Regions from separate parts of the Zea mays genome. Here region 1 is linked to region 2. The links are chromatin contacts, called in public Hi-C maps. All regions are on one chromosome and are shown on one strand. Each heading gives the region's core, a stretch centred on a gene start, on an enhancer-like site or on the middle of the called end of the contact. The rest is flanking DNA. Distances are from core to core; before and after follow the strand shown. Region 1 holds the start of LOC100217101. Region 2 holds the start of LOC100193661.

Region 1 (2,700 bases), core at 121-2,620, 510 kb after region 2:
CACGCACAAGCATTGCTGCCTCAGCATCCCGTGCCATACAATGCCCTCTACCAACCATTCGAACGTCGTGGCACTTGAATCAATCCCACCCATGAACATATTTTTAAACATATCCTGTGCCACCCCTACCTCCCCAGATTAGCAATACCCACTAATCATTGTGTTGTACGCAGTTATATCAGGCTGGACCCCTTCCTGAATCATCTCATCCCATAGTGTTCGTGCTTTCTCCACATGCTCTCCATTCAAGTACCCAGACATCCTGATGTTGTAGGTGCACACGTTGTGCTTGCAGGAATATTTGTCCATTTCCTGGAGCACAATCTTGAATTCATCACACTTGCCATCACGGTGAAAAGCAAGGAGGAGGGAATTGAAGGTGTGAAGAGTCGGCAGGAGGAGGTGATTGCTCCGTGGACTTGGATGCGTGTAGATTTGATGATACATGTCAAGGGCTGCAGTGGCGGAAGGGAGTGGACAAAGAAGAGCCACCGCAGTGGAGGGGAGCAGCCGTGCGCCGGCAGCGAGGATGCGGCGGGCGACGAAGGCCGCAGCGAGGACGTCGTGGGGGGGGGGGGGGGGGGGGGGGGGGGGGGGGAGCAGAGGTAGGCAAGGAGGAGGAGCTCGAAGACGAATGGGGTAGAGCCAAAGCAGCGATAGGTGGTAGCGAGGGCATTGAAGATCTGGGCCGGTGAGAAGTGGTGGAAGGCAGAGCCAAGGATGGCACTAAACTACTCAAAACGCGGATGAAGCCTGATTAGCACTAAACTACTCAAAACGCGTCGAGAACCCGTACCCGTCGCACTTCCGAGCGAAAGACGACGCAGCACTCCCTCTAACACTGGAGGCGAAATCGCAGGGCGGACGGATTCCTCACCTTCTCGTCCATGGCGCGGCACTTGGACTGCACGTAGGCGTCGGGGTCAAAGTTGTCAGTCTTGATTATCTTGAGCTTGTCCGCGAGCTGCACCCCACCGTCGCTGCCTCCCGTGCCGGCCATAGCGTTCACCGGGAACACTCCGAAGTGGCCGGCGGGTCGTGACCTCGACGACATGGCGGACGCCATCGGACCGGGAGAAACCCTACCCGCAGGCACATAGTGCTGGCGTGCTCCCCTCCCCTCCCCCGTTCGGGAGGTGCAGAAGCTTCGCCCAGTGGATTTCTCGCTTTGGTTGGGCGGCGAGACGTTGGGCGGTGACTCGGGGAGGCCGAATCCGCCTCCAGGTGGCCATGGAGGCGAGCAGGGAGGGTGGGCCATGGGAGCGGCGGCGGTGTGAGGAGGAGAGTCGGGGGAGGTTGGACGGCGGCGTGGGAAGGCCGGAGCCATTGCCGACGACGGCACAGATGAAGCTTGATTGAGGATCTGTCGAGGAAGAGGGGAGTGGAGAGAGGAGCAGTTGTGATCGAGGGACGAAGGAGGCTTGAAGCGGAGGCGACGAGGCGGACGGTGATTATTTGATGCATATAGATGGACGGTGTAGATTGGCTAGAGGTAGAACCAGCGTCGACTATGGGCCTTGTCTGGGCCACAAGCAGATGGGCCTCCCAGGAAGCGTGTAATTTGTATTGGCAAGCTAAAAATAGTACTGTATTGTTCACTAAACTGTGCACACACCTGTTTATAAGGTCTAGTGCGCACATAACATGTGTAGTCTTGGTTGGTCGTGAGCTTTGACCCACGCTGCTAGCTTTTTTGGTAAAAATTTGGTCGCGCACAGTTGGGAAACGGAAACGGGTCACATGCGCGGGACACAGTTGGGAATGGGAATGAAGACGGTGCATGAGTATGGGAATGGCAGAACCAGGAATGGCAGCCTACCCCTTACCGTCTTAATAGTAGTAAAGATTAATATTAAAGAAGTTAATCCAATAGACATAGATTAATCTAATTAGTTACCTAATTATAAAATTATGGGATAACATATAATCAATGTTGCTACTGCGTAGTAAATATTTATACGAAGCTAATGCAACTAGAACGAGTCAATTCAGAATTAAAACGGAGGAGTTATGAATTTCCAAACTTATTAAGTGCTTATTATAGAATAAATCCAAAGAATAATTTTAATTCAAGTTTCATGGCTAAACAAAGGTACTATATGATGAACAATATTAAAACAAAATTATTGCCACTGAAATGGGTCAATTCGGAGTTAAAATGAATTAAATATGAATTATACAAGTTTCCGAAATTATTTTTATTCTAAAAATCTTTTTCTGAGTTATTTTATTATTTCTGGATAACCTATGGACTGCGGACACAAAATCCAGAGAGTTCGGGGTCCAACTCATAAATTTCAGGACCTGTTCGTATTTTCTGTTGAACTAAAGTGGACTGCGGGTTATTTTCAATTAAAGTCAGGGTCTCTTTAGCGATTTTGCCAGGCCGAAGGGGTACAGGTGAGTTAGGGCCATCCGATCAAACTCTGATGGCACAAATTAGAAGTTATATATGCTGAACTGATATGCAATTTGAGCCGCAGGATACGTGATCCATGGCTCCCGATCGGCCGTAACCCCATAAGTCTGGATTCAACCATAACTGCATGATTCTGATCAGACGAACCCACGAATCGGTAACGGTTCGTTTTAATCACGACCGCTCGATTCCGGATCAAGGGCCCAGATCAACCCGCGACTGGATGAAATCTCACCCACACACCACAGATCCAACAGCCCAAGCCTATCCTCATGAATCGT
Region 2 (2,700 bases), core at 184-2,683:
ACCTTCTCTTTATTACAGATGTTTAAGCAGGTGCTTCATAAACATCTGAATCCAGTTCAACAATGTCTTCTCTTTATTACTGAATATTGAACTGAATATAAAGGCTTTCATGTCCCAAAATACAGAGGGTCTCCAAATTGGATATTGAACTGAACATAGAGGAATTGAATATATATACATTTGTCTAAGTTTTCTCATCAACATGTGATACACAAGGGATTTTCATCAACAAGTGGTCGCCAAAAGAACTGAAACATCAAGATGGCGTTTGCTTTTAGGTCATGCCATTCAGGAGATGATGCTAAGCTAAATAATCACATCTATCTGATTTTGCTATGCACTAAGACTATGTTTGTTTTATTATCATGTTATGCAATGTATCGGTCGTGTACGCTGAGACTCTATGTTTGACATTGGTCATGTATGTTGAAACTATGTTTTATTATTATGCACTGAGACTATGTTTGACATTGGTAGTGTACACCGAGACTATGTTTTATTATGAGACTATGTTTTATTATGATGCACTGAGACTATGTTTCTGCACACATGGGCTAAGTTGCATCAGCTGCAGTACTTCTCAAACATGTTCTCTTGTACAACAGCTGCACACATGGGCTACATTACGCTGCACACATGAGCAGTGTGGAGTTCTCTTCTGTGCTGAAAGAGCAGTGTGGAGTTCCCTTGGCTGCTGGCTGCCAAAGAGTAGCAGGGGAAGGCAGCCCCGTCCGGCGTTGACCACCTAAGTAATCTGGATAGCAGGGATTATGGCCCCTGGGTGCTCACTCCCCTGGGTTACCCTGCCCCAGCTGCCAAAGGAGCCCTTAAAGTATAAGCTTCATGCATCGTAGCTCTGTTTTGTGTCCCGTTTCTCGTTTACCAATGAGACGTTACATCACTGATGGACCGTGAGAAACCACAAGCCCAACATAATAGGAAGTCATATGCCCACATACTACCACATCGCTAACTAAATGAGGACGAGCGACAGAGCAAGCTATGAAAAAATAGGATCAGACTCCTTTTTAACTTATACATTTCTTAGTCTTTTGGCTAAGATAAGGTATAATATTTGTTTTTATCAGTTTAACATCTAATATGCGTATGATATTAAATTTATTTTTTATAGATATTAAATATGGGTACAACGTACATGTATTGAACTAGTATCTCATCTATTGGGGACTTGATCGTGTCAACGCACGGAATGACGAATTGACGAGAGTAGTGCTTCTAGAAGCCTGTTCCAGTGCGAGGCGGGGCGCGTGGAAAGCGTGCGGCCGTGCGGGTTGGTGCTGCACAAACCAAACGGAGGTGCAGGCCGGGTCAGAGTCAAACCCTGCTACGGCAAGGCGCAAGGCAACGAAACACCCACCCACCCCGCCAACTGCTCTCGGGCTCTCGGCCTTTTCTTTTCCTCATTACGGCCTCGGTCCACCACCTCCTCTTCTCGCCTGTGCCTTTTGCCCCTGTGCTCGCCACACGCGGCGCAACCGCCCACCCACCCAGCCAGGAGAAGAAGATCTCCGTCGCCTGCTCTTCGCTTCGCTTCGAATCGGAGGTGAGACTTCTCTTCCCCTCATGGATTTTCCGTCTGCCAGGAGTACTGGATTAGGAATTAGGATGTACGTGTGGACGGATCGCTCCTCTCTCGGGGGAGGATTCGATTCAAGTCGGATGCTTCCGACTTATGCAGGGTTAAGGAATTCGCTAGGTTAAGGAAATATTCGGTTCATGCCTCCGAGTATGCATTCTAATTGCAACTGGAGGGTCGATTTCCTTTCTAATTGACTCATGAGTAGTATCTCCTCCTGATTTTGCAGTCGTTTTTGTCTTTTCGTCATCTGTGGCTGCGCAGCGATCCCAACCTTCTTTCAAATATTCGATAATAACATAAACAATCGGCCTGGCAGGCAAATTCGGGTGTTTTTTTGCGCAATTGCACGGCAGGCAGGTCAGATCGGCCTGCGCTTATGTGCTAACGAACTGCTGTAGTGCTGTTAGGTAGGCGGACAGGTCAACAATGGACATGGGCTACCAAGTTGTTTGCTGGAATACAACTAATACTCAACTGGTTCACACTTGAAACACAGCCACAAAACAAAAGACTCACGCTGCCCTGTTTGGTTGGGCTTCTGGGGCTGCTTTTGCTTCCTAAAAGCCAAAAGCACAAGAAGGAACTGTTTTTTTCAAAGCAGCTGTTTTTTCTAATACATTTTTAAAGCATCTTAGACCTCGTTTTTGGCTTTTGGATTTCAGCTTTTCGAAATCAATGGAATAAAAAAGTATTTCATAGTTGTTTTAAGATTGATAAAGATAAGAGGTATATTTTACACTTGTTTCAATCAAACCGGTTTCAATTTTCTTATAGCTGATATTTCATAACAGTTTTTTTCACAGCTCAGAGTAGCTTTAGCTTTTCCCACCGCCATAGCTCAACCAAATAGGCTTGCCAGCTAGCTTTGCCTGTCAACATTCAGCTTCGGAGTTCAAACCATCTTTGCTGTTTGAGCATACCATTATTCCAGTCTAGGTTGACTTTACACATGATGATAGGAGACAGCTGGTGTTATGATTTGTTATGACACATGATGATAGGAGACAGCTGGTGTTCTGATTTGTTATGACGCATTGCATATAATTTCTTTGCTCAAATTGCTCTCTCAACATTTCCACACTTGCAGGTGTCGAGTAGCC

What was found. Hi-C and Micro-C count contacts between places; a contact is called where the count stands out from the background.
Region 1: a contact with region 2 is called in a Hi-C map of tassel, with 3 times the contacts expected there. The contact joins the promoter of LOC100217101 here to the promoter of LOC100193661 in region 2. A contact is called at or near these places in 4 of 25 Hi-C or Micro-C datasets (bundle sheath, ear, endosperm and 1 more).

What each region holds. Positions count from the first base shown.
Region 1 is chr1:108,304,718-108,307,417 of Zm-B73-REFERENCE-NAM-5.0, forward strand. It overlaps LOC100217101, which reads right to left and starts at 1,371. Exons shown (of 6, transcript NM_001366113.1): 1 at 878-1,371. The coding sequence starts at 1,327.
Region 2 is chr1:107,794,138-107,796,837 of Zm-B73-REFERENCE-NAM-5.0, forward strand. It overlaps LOC100193661, which reads left to right and starts at 1,434. Exons shown (of 4, transcript NM_001138754.2): 1 at 1,434-1,564; 2 at 2,688-2,700. It also overlaps the pseudogene LOC111590663.